Linked DNA regions of Callithrix jacchus: region 1 is linked to region 2. The links are chromatin contacts, called in public Hi-C maps. All regions are on one chromosome and are shown on one strand. The core of a region is the stretch at or near the end of the contact, and the rest is flanking DNA. Distances in the headings are between cores, read along the strand shown.

Evidence for each region. Hi-C and Micro-C count contacts between places; a contact is called where the count stands out from the background.
Region 1: a contact with region 2 is called in a Hi-C map of skeletal muscle, with 2.4 times the contacts expected there. The contact joins the enhancer-like site here to the promoter of TNRC6C in region 2. A contact is called at or near these places in 2 of 3 Hi-C or Micro-C datasets (both in skeletal muscle).

What each region holds. Positions count from the first base shown.
Region 1 is chr5:133,784,112-133,789,352 of calJac240_pri, forward strand. All of the region lies in intron 1 of TNRC6C (trinucleotide repeat containing adaptor 6C), which reads left to right. Among named protein-coding and RNA genes, the nearest start is that of TNRC6C, 39 kb to the left of the region's middle. Within about 2 kb of position 2,975, at least 3 of the 16 cell types and tissues checked have an H3K27ac peak or open chromatin away from gene starts, as enhancers often do. A contact at or near this core is called in skeletal muscle, where this site is marked.
Region 2 is chr5:133,746,413-133,752,410 of calJac240_pri, forward strand. TNRC6C (trinucleotide repeat containing adaptor 6C) reads left to right here and starts at 1,546. Exons shown (of 23, transcript XM_078374749.1): 1 at 1,546-1,860. The coding sequence starts at 1,790.

The DNA of each region.
Region 1 (5,241 bases), core at 1,725-4,224, 39 kb after region 2:
TGTAGCTGTAGTAGGTAACCGATGACATGTTGATCCCTTGAAGTTGTTTCTGGCTGAAATCATTTTTGTCATATTCCTGTAGAATCGAATCTCAGGGGTTTGATTTATGTATTGTTTGCTCATGTAACACACAAACTGAAATTTGTATGTATCTCTGGGTTTTTTTTCTAGAAAAATTATTTTTTATCTATGTGTAAAGGTGGGCAGGCCATCTATTGGTTCCAGAGATGGCTAACTAAATCCCTAAATGCATTCTCCCCATCTGCCTTTTGAAAGTTTTAGATGGGTACATCTTGGGACATTTTCCCCAACCTTCTTTGTGTCTAGATATGGGCAAGTTCTGGTCACTTGTATGTGAACAGAAGTAATATATAAACTTCCAGGGCATGAACCAAGAAGGAAGTAATTTGCTCTTCAGTGCCTCTTTTCCTTCCTCTAATGAATAAAACAAACTTGGAACAAGGATGCTTGGCCAGCCTCTCTGGACTATGGGGAAGAAACATCTTGAGCGTGTTGTATTTGGGGGTCTCTTTGTTACAGCAGCTTCGCTTGTACTCTAAGAAATTGTTTTGATTATGCTCTTCAATTTCCAAAAACTGAGATTAGCCTTACCATCAGTGTATTATAAGTTTGAAGCATGTGACTGTTACTGTTTGACCATAGTGAAGAATATGTGCTCTTTAGGGATACAGTGTGGTATAAAGGGTGCAGCATATGCTTAGAACTCAGTCAGGCCTCAGTTGAATGATGGCGGCTCTGTCACTTACTCTCTGTGTCTGTACACAGAGATCCTCTGAGCTTCATTCTCTGATCCTGTCCTTGAAGATGCAGGTGATACCTGTCTCAACAAGATTGTTTTGAGGAGCAAATGAGATCATCTATTTCAGAGACCTTCCAAGCCCAGTGCTGAGTAAATGACAGCTCTTGCATCATTAGTTTTTCCAGAGACTATCACTTCACCCTGTCTGCTGCCCTAGTATCCTCAGTTATTTATGGAGGATTGTTTGACTTTATAAGTTTTATCTTCAGATTATGCAAAACCACTGGAAACCTTCACACTTGGACTATGTTGCCTTGGCCCCCCCAGAGAATTGCTGACTTTTACAAATTCCCTGGGCTTTTTCCCATTATGCTTTCTGGCTATCAAGAGGCTGCAAAAGATGATTTAATAAAGCCTACCCATGCACACACATGCTAGGGCATAAAAGAAGCTGTCTAGTACATGACTGTGTCACCTGTGTGAGGTACCCACTAAAAAAACTCACTTTTAGACCTGAATGCTAGGGAAACCTTTTCTTCCCTTATAGAACATGTATGTGTCCTTACGGTTAAATAAGAATCCATAAAGGACAAAGAGGAATTGAATCAAATAGTAAAGTACTTTGACAGATTTTAGGCTACCTCTGAGTATGTGTTAATCCATTAGTAGATGTGGTTCCATTAAAGTCTTGGAGGAGGTAAACTCTACACTTCCTTTTTGGTTTTTGTTTTTTGATTTTTGTTTTTTGAGACAGAGTCTCAATTAGTGCCCAGGCTGGAGTGCAATGGTGTGATCTCGGCTCACAAGCAACCTCTGCCTCCAGGATTCAGGTGATTCTCCTGCCTCAGCCTCAGCCTCCTGAGTAGCTGGGATTACAGGCACCTCCCACCACGCCTGGCTAATTTTTGTATTTTTAGTAGAGACAGGGTTTCACCATGATGGCCAGGCTGGTCTTGAACTCCTGACCTCAGCTGATTCACCTACCTCTGCCTCCCAGAGTCCTGGGATTACAGGCTTGAAGCCACCGCATCTGGCCCTATCACTTTTTTTTTATTTGAAAAGAAATCAGAAAGCCAAAAGGTGGCAGTTAGCAGTATATTTACTTTATGAGAGTAATAGGAAACATTTGCTTCTTGAGATTGGTATATGAACATAGTATTAGATGTACAGTTCATACAGGTTGTACGCTTTCAATTTGAGTTTTTGATTTAAGATAGTAATTTCCGGGAAGTTGTTTAAGGTACAGAAACAACAAGCTATAACTAATAAATACTTGTTAGTGTACGAAGTACGGGACTATGCAGGTCACGGTCTCAAATGTAATCTCAGTTCGTTCTAGTAATCAGTATACTGCTTTGTGTTTGTTAAATGAATGACTGAAGACTGAACTTAATTAGAACACTTTTCTTTCCTTATTAAGATCTAAACTTTTGTGGGGGTGGGCAGCATCTGAACCTGTTGTGTGCTTGAAAACAGATAATTAAAATGTTTTTTCATTTATTGATATTTTTCAGGTAAGTTTTCCTCAACATTTATGAAATTTAAGTTTTTACATTTCACATTTTTAATATGAAATATCAGCAAGCTTCTTAGTACCTGTGGGTGTTTTTTCCTGCACCAATATAATCAGTCACTTTTTTTTCTACTTTGTTTCATTATAGAAACTATTGGCTGGGCACAGTGTCTCATGCCTATAATTCCAGCACTTTGGGAGGCAGAGGTGGGTAGGTCACCTGAGCTGAGGAGTTTGAGACCAACCTGGACAACATGGTGAAACCCCATCTTTACTAAAAATACAAAAATTAGCTGGGTGGGCATGATGGTGTATGGTGAAGCCTCTTCTCTACTAAAAATACAAAAAAAATAGCTGGGCGTGGTGGTACCCGCCTGTAATCCCAGCTACTCGGGCTGGGGCAGGAGAATCACTCCTTTGCCAACCTTCGGGAGGCGAAGGTTGCAGTGAGCCAAGATCGTGTCATTGCACTCCAGCCTGGGTGACAGATTGAGACTGTCTCAAAAAAAGAAGCTATTTAGGCAGACATTCATGTCCTTTATCAGCTTATTACTCTAGTGTAAACCCCTGAAACTCTCCTACTATCCTCACATGCAAACCTGGGTTTCACTGATGTTTCTGGATCAAGGGGCTAGGTATCATCTCTTTTTATCTTTGATTTGTCTCTTTTGCAGATTGCCATTAAACTATTTCTGCCCAGGTCTTGTATGCTCACCTGCTCTCCCAAATTCAAACCTGACTTTGAGCACAAGTTAGTTTAATGGTCTTCTGAAACGGAATCCACACAGTTAACAGTCCTTTTAGTTCACAGAATTACAAAACCTTTGAATAGAAGGCTACCCAGGGGATCATCTGCAGTCCACTTCTCATATCGATAACTGTCCCAGGGCCTGCTTCATTACTTCAGTAACTGGCTGATGCTTATATGGTGCTGGGACTTTGTTCTTTCTTTTTTGTAATCATGAAGGAGAACTTTTTCTAAACTTGCCCAAATATGCCACAAGTTTCAGAACACAGACATACCATGGAGTTTTAAAAAAACAGGCAAATACCAAATTCAAGGAAAAAATAACTCTTTCCCTCCATCTGTCAGGGTTGATGTTTCAGGTCTTTCTACTATGAATTAAATATAGCTTGTTGTTTTATACTTTGATGTAATTTATTCATTTAGGCACATTTGTGAATTTTATTTATTAATTGATGTGACAGTATTTAGAAGTCTCCAGTTTATTGGCAGGATTGAGATAAGTTCTAATTTATGGGCTCCTCCATCAGTCAAGAGAGAGAAACCATACAGTGATGTGAACAGGGAGAGTTTACTGTCAAGAATTGTCAACTGTAATGGGATTAGAATAATGAGGGGTTGGCTAGTCAGAGTAAGGAAAGCCTTGGAGAATGCAGGAATAGCACAAATAAGAAATAAGTAGGAGACCGCTGCCCCTGGCCTGAGATGGAACATCTGGTGAGATCACAGCCATGGCTCTCAGGGAGGCAGAGAAGTCACTGTGATGCTGTGTTGACAGAACTTGAAAGCAGTTCATGGGAAAGCATCTCACCAGAGGCACTGTGCTACAAAACTGCCTGTGCAGGGGTGGTAACATGGCTGGAGTGTGACTGCAGAAGCCTGCCAGGGAGCCCTCCGGCCAGGAGGCAAAACTCTTCTCCCACTGTGTCTCTGGTGCCCTGGCTGAACATCATGCCAGCTGGCAGAGGAAAAACAGTTAAAGGTCACAGATCCATTTTCAGAGCAGGCAAAAAGCGGTTTGGCGCTGAGAGGCAGTAAATTCCCCATCTCCAAACTCCTTAGTAGTTTTTTGGGAAAAGCATTACGTTTATCAGTGGTTACACAGTACCTATTCCTAAGATTTCTAGCAAACTGAAATCCTGAGCATTGTTAACAACCGCTCTAACGCATAGGCCAGGATGTACCAGCAAGGACTACTGTATCAGAAAGATTGGAGGTTTTCTTCTATTATTTTAGCACATTTAAAGTACACACACACACACACACACACACGTGTGTGTGTCATTATATAATTGACTGTGAAAGTAGAGTGCTATTAAAATTACACTGTCATTTTCTGACTTAATTTAAGGTGACTTTAAACTCAGAAATGAAGAAAATGTTTCACAACATGGTACTTAAAACTCCCATACTTCTAGAGTGGACAACACAGCAAGACTCTGTCTCCACAAAAAAATTTAAAAATTAGCCAGGCATGGTTATGTGTGCCTGTAGTCCCAGCTACACAAGATTCTGAGGTGGGAGGGTTGCTTGAGCCCAGGAGTTCAAGGCTGCAGTGAGCTACGATTACACCACTGCACTTTAACCTGGGAGAAAGAGCGAGATCCTTTCTCAAAAACACCAATCCTCCCATATTTGTAATGGACATGTTAATACAGTAATACTAAAGTAATTATGTTAATATAGTAATACTAAAGTAATTTTTAGACTAGTAAAACTGTTTACTGAACCTACTTAAGACAATTCATAATCAAATAATGCTGCAGCCATTCATTGCTTACTGAGTAAGCCTAGGTTTAAATAGATTGTTGATAAACTGCATCATCAGGAGTCTTTGGTTACAGGCAGTGGGAAGCAACTGTATAATTTAAGGGGGAAAAAAGAAGGAACATTTGGAAGGATGTGAGGGTAGATGACAAAATTTCAGGACAAGCTGAAAAACCAAGACATAACCGTGCAGCCTAGAGAATCTAGGCAGCAGGTACTGATGGCAGGTTTTGTAGGGCACAGTCTCAGTGCGGTGAATCCGCTCCAGCTGTCTGCCACTTCAATTCAGAGTTCCCATTCCAAGATGTGTCTTGACTGGCCTAGTATGAGTCTCATGCTCACCCCTTGGTCAGAGGAGGGCAAAGCACTGAGATTCCAGGCTGCAAAAACAACTTATTCCTGGACTCAAAGGGCATATCTGATGGACAGTTAGTTTTCCTCTTCATTTCTTAGTTC
Region 2 (5,998 bases), core at 296-2,795:
CACCATAGTGCCCAGAACTGGCCAAAATACTCCATTTGGGATCTGGCCAGCTCAGAGTACAATATCTTAAACTCAACACTATTTTATTTATTTATTTATTTTTGAGACGGAGTTTCGCTTTTGTTGCCCAGGCTGGAGTGCAATGGCACAGTCTCAACTCACTGCAACCTCTGCCTCCCAGGCTCAAGTGATCCTCCTGCCTCACCCTCCTAGATAGCTGGGATTACAGGCACCTGCCACTACGCCGGCTAATTTTTGTATTTTTAGTAGATGGGATTTCACCATGTTGGCTAGCCTGCTCTCAAACTCCCAACCTCAGGTGATCCGCCCACCTCGGCCTCCCAAAGTGCTGAGATTACAAGCATCAGCCAGTGCGCCCAGCCAAACTGGACACTATTGTAATGTGGTGTTGTTATTGTTGTTATTGTTTTAAACAAACCATTTCACACATTTAGCTTTGTTGAGCATGTGGTCATCTAAAACTAGAATTTTTTACATGACCTTGTCTCCAGCTAGGTCTTCTTCATTTGTCCTCAATTAGCTGACATTTTAACTTAAGAGATACATTTAACATTGAATTCTCGTAAACATAATTTTGTTGGTTTTGCCCATTTTTAATAGATGGTCAATTTATACCTTAGTTATAAGGTGGTGGTGGCAGGGCTAATAAGAGGATGATCAACCCCAAACATGAATGGACCCATTTTACAGTTTTGCTTGGCGTTCCTACTCGTATTTTATCAGTGCAAACGACCGCTAATTAGTGACGCTGCTCTGCAGTCTTAAGATTCATGGCCACCATATGCCTCAATGTCTCTGGGTCAGCTTCAGTTTCAAATATTCTCTCTATTGCCCCAGGTCCACATGCCAAACTATGAGTCCGGTTTGGGGTTCAGAACATATAACATCTAGAGTTCTGCTTCTCGGTGCTCAGAGTCTAGTATCATTGGAGAATAGGACGATTTTTGCCTGAGGGATAAAGGGAAGCGGAGAGGAACTGGAGAGGTGAGAACCACAACTCCAAAGTCAAAGACAATGCTAAATAATGTATCTTGGTTCAGTTTTCCAAAAAGTGAAGTTCTGCTTATCACAAGGATTGGTCCACCAAGATACCTGGAGTCCTCATTTACGTAGCAGCCTACTTCGTGGGCGCTGCCTGTTGTGACGATGTTATTTTGCACTCCCTTCTGGAACATGTGATAATACCTCTACCTTGGAGAAATACAAAGGAGGCAGGTTCTCCGCAGTCGAGAATTAAATGAATGCACATAAAATGAACAGGCAGAAGAAGCCTCCATGCCAGCTCCGTCTGCCTTCAGATCCTTCTAAGGGATGTGGGTTCTTGGGAGGGGAAATACACAACACAGCAGACATTTGACGACCCTTGTGAATCTAACTACCAGAGGGCTGAAAATACGGCAGTAAGAAGAAAGGAGCTCATGGGACCCCGAAGGGAAACGAGAGCGAGGAATTTGTCTTTCATCCACAGACGTTTCAAAGCATGACACTTGCGGTAACAAAATTGCATTGCGAAAGTACTAGTGTGTTATTATCTCCTCTTCAAGACGGGGACACGTAGACAGGGAATGGCCTCTTCCAATAACAACTTCCAAGTAGCACCGCTGAACCTCCTCCGAGCGATGGGGGAAAAGCTAGCCTGCTTCTGCGACCTTGCATGAAAATGGAGAGAATTCTTGGTTTCAAAATCTTCTCCTGGCTCGAACCGAAAGTTAAAAACGGACTTTTCGAATTGCACATTGAGCGTGACCTCACCTACCACTAATGAATAATGGATATCGAGGAGGAGCCGTGGAATGGAGGATCACGGCGGCGCCCCGAGCACCGGGGAGGAATCGCGGGGTGCGTAGGGGCCGGAGCGACCGGGTTCGGCCCGGACAGAAGGCTCGCGCGGTGGGGGAAGGGTGTCTGTGCTCCGGGGAAAGGGCGGACTCCCCGGGGCACTGTTTTGCGGCGAGGCTTGTTTTGCTCGCAGCTGGGCGCTCCCTGGGGAGCGACTGCGCGCAAGGGCGGGCCGGCAGGCGCGGGGTGAGCAGGAGGCTCCGGGGACCCTACGGACTCGTGTGCGTGTGTGTGGAAGGTGGGGCAGTGCGGGGCGTGTGCACTGCACGAGCGGGACGCGCGCCGGTGCGGGCGCCGGGCGCCGTCGCAGAGAATGCCAACGCCGCTAGGCGAAATAACAGCGCAAAGCCCGGGCGCCGCAGGGCGCTGGCCGGGAGAACCCAGCGGAGGCGCAGATCCCGGTCGGCGCCCCTCCCGCCAGTACCCTTAACGCGGAGCCACAGCGCCCAGGGACCAGAGGGCAGGCGGAGGCGGCGAAGGACACCACGCGGGTCTCCACGCACCCCACAGAGTAGAGCGAGCTCCCAGGACTGGCGCGCCTCCGGGACAGGCGGAGAACGCGCCGCTCGCACCCCGGCGCGCTCCCTGCGCGGTGTAGGCAACCACAGCGCGGGCGGGTGGGTATTAAGGTGGCAAGGAGGAGGCGTGGCCTGGCCGAAGAGCCAATGGACCGGGGAGGGGCGCGCGGGGGAGGAGCTCAAGCGCCGAGCGCCAATTGGCCAATTCGCCCTCCGGTATGCAGATGCAGTGGGAGTCACGTGCCAGGGGCCGGGACGACTTCCTGTTGGAGGCCAACGTGGGGCGGGGAAGGGGGCGCGAGCGCCCCGTCTGGCTGTAGCGGGGGGAGGGGGGTTCTTGTCAGTTAGAGCAACAAGATGGCCGCGGTGGCAGCTCCGCACCTCAGAGCGACGGCCCCGGGACCAGCAGCCGCCGCCGTCGGCCCCGCCGCCGCGCAGCCTTGAGCGCCGCCCGGGCCGCCCCCTGACAGGGCTGTCCCCGCGCCCGCCGCGCTCCCGCCGCCCTCACCGCAGCCGCCGCCGCGGGCCCGCCCGAGCCGGAGGCGGAGGGAGCGGAGCGGCCCCTCGCCCAGCCATCCGCAGCTGCCACCGCCGCCGCCTAGGACCCGGGCCGCGCCGGAGCCTCGTCCCGCTGGGCGTGAGGAGGACGCGTCGCGGCGTCGCTGGGGCCGGACCTGGACCTGCCGAGACGCGCCGCCGCCCACCCGCCCGCGCCGCCGCCGCCGCCCGCGCCGGGACCTGAGCCCGCGGCGCCGGCGCTGAGCGAGCCCCCGCCGCCCGCGCACCCCCGAGGCCCTTGGGCGGTTGTTCGTGTTGCTGTCTCCGCCGCCGCCAGGCCCGCGTCGCCGGAGCCCCGCGGAGCCGCCGCCGCCACTGCCCGGGACGGAGCCCAGGTGAGCGTGGCCGCCCGTTGGCTCCTCGCCGCCGCCGCAACTTTGCCCGGAGGTTCGCGGGCCCTTTGTTCGGCCGAGGGGAGCCGGGGCGGGCGCTGGCCCCGAGCGACCCGCGTGCGGCGCCGGGCCCCCGGCCGGCCGGGTTTGGAGGGGAGCGGCGGGAAGCGGCCGGGGCCGGGGCGCGTGTGCGCGAGTGTGAGACTGGGCTGTGCAGACGGCCGGCGTGCAGCACAATCAGACGGGAGCGGAATGGAGGGCTGAGGATGGATGTGCCCCCTCCTCTTTAAAACTCAAGCGGCGGTGAAATTCGGTCCTCTCCCGGCAGCCACCCGCAGGTTTTGCATTGACGATGGCAGGCACGAGCCCGCCGCGTTTCGGCGCAGGAGCTCAGTGTCGTTGTTTGGGGGACGAGAGAAACCGGGGCGTGCTGCGGGTTGGCGGAGAAGGACCCTTGGGCGCTCTGTGGGTCTGAAATCAGGTGGATTTTCTAACGGTGCCGCGGACTGCGGAGTCATGCGTTAGAGGAAAACGAGCCGAGCCACTTGTGCCCTGTTATCTGATAACGCAACCCGAGCGCCTGGTCGCCACCTCTGCTTTAAGCGATGCCTTCTTCTCACCTTTACCTTGCGGACGAGATTTAACTAGTTGGCTGGTAGCTATGAAAATATGTAGATGTGAATGTGTGTGTGGGGGGGGGGGCTTCCTGCGTGTTAACCTGGCGAAGAAATCACTGGCGTGCGTGTTACACAGAGCTTTGGAGATCGTAGCAAAAATGAAGGCATGCTGCTTGGATGTGGTGCCGGGAGGTAGGGGCGGAGGAGCCGCTAGATCGTGGCTGCGCCTAGTGCCTTCGAAGGCATTTGACGGTGTTGGTGATTCTGCACGTAATTAGTGGAGTTGTCTCAAACCTTTGCCTCCGCCAAATGAAACCTCCATTTGAGTGGTCCGCTCGGTTATTTCTAGGCGTGAACTGAGGATTCTAAACTCAAAATGGTGCTCTGTAGATGTCCAACTTAAGCGTTTTTGAGGAGTTGCAAATTGGAGCCTCCTGACTGGGTTAATCCATTGTGTAGCCGAGGTTCGGTTTTTCTGGAGTATCTGGTGTTCACGTTGATGTACTTCGGCCAGTACAAGGTAGCCCATTGATGGTCGCTGCGAGAGCCTTGTGCATCCCTGCGTGTAATTTGACCCTGTGCAAGGCTTATTTTATGCCAGTTATTGCCTGCAGTTAGAATTGAATAACTATGCGAATGAGTTGAGACCCTGGAAACCTGGCTTGAGTGATTTCAGAGGACAGTGGTAGCTGGTTTGAAATGTGTACGGATGCTGACAATTACATTCATAGATTTCAGATTTCCTTCAGTACTGTGTGAAAGAATAAATGACAAAACTTAGCCCCAGGCCAGATGAACTTGGTTGGTAGAGGGCACCTTGAGGAATGTACATTGTTCGAGAGCAACAGAGGTGGCAATGGTCTTTGAACATTTTTCACTATGGCACCCCTAGGATGCTTTGTTGAGGAAAATAATGCAAAGTAAGGTTTTTAAAATGACTAGTTATATTGTCTGAATTAATTTTGTTTGTGTTAATAGAACAAAGTAATGATGTGAACAGTTGTAACTGTTTACCTATACTGAAAGTTTTTTTCCTATGGAAAGTTTTTAATATTTATTTTCATAAGAATAGACATTCTTGGAATCTGGTTTTCATACAGATTTCTCATGATCTGACAATAGACATAGTCAGAAATTGATAGCACAGAAAATGGTAACAGTAAACACACACTCGATTTTATTATAAGGATCTGATTTTAAAAGCCTGTTTGTAACTCTTCTGTGCTTCTTGTCCAAAACAAAGACCTTGCTGACCTTACTTCGGTTTTACTTTTGTTTTTTTGAGATGGAGTTTTGCTCTTGTTGCCCAGGCTGGCATGCAATGGTGTGATCTCTGCTCACTGCAGCCTCTGCCTCCAGGGTTCAGGCAATTCTTCTGCCTCAGCCTCCCTACTAGTTGGGATTATAGGTGCCTGCCACCACACCTGGCTAATTTTTGTATTTTTAGAAGAGTCGGGGTTTCGCCCTGTTGGTCAGGCTGGTCTCAAACTCCTGACCTTAGGTTATCCATCCGCCTCTGCCTCTCAAAGTACTGGGATTACAGGTGTGAGCCACCTCGCCCGGCCGGTTTTACTTTTAAGGTATGATATTAAATACAGTTGAAACAGAGACTGTCATAAAGTTTAATCTTAACAGTTTAAAAGATTCTGGCATTTAAATATTCTGTTAGTAATCTGGAGTATATGTAAATGTTGATTTTAGATACTCATCCTTACAGTGTTTATTGCTTTTTTTTTTTCAAGTAGCATATGCTTAACACTAACAAAGATTATTTTGTTGTAACAGGTTTACGTTTATGTTTAATTGGCTTAGGAACTTCAGAGTAAATAGTTGCCCTTAGAATGCTGATTATAATGAAGGTAGAGTGGAATGAACTGTTTCATTTGACATTCAATGATTTAAAAAATAATTAAGTCATACTGGGGATATATGAAACTAAATTACAATATTTTTCATCACAACTACCACTGCCTTTTTGTTAAACAGCTGGCTTTCCTGAGATAAATTTTTGCTTTTCCAAATGCTGTCGTTTGGCTTCTAAAACCTAGCCAGAGGAGGAGGTCAGGTCTGGAGGAGGGAAGCCTTTCTCCTTAGTGAAGAGAGCTTTCAGTTT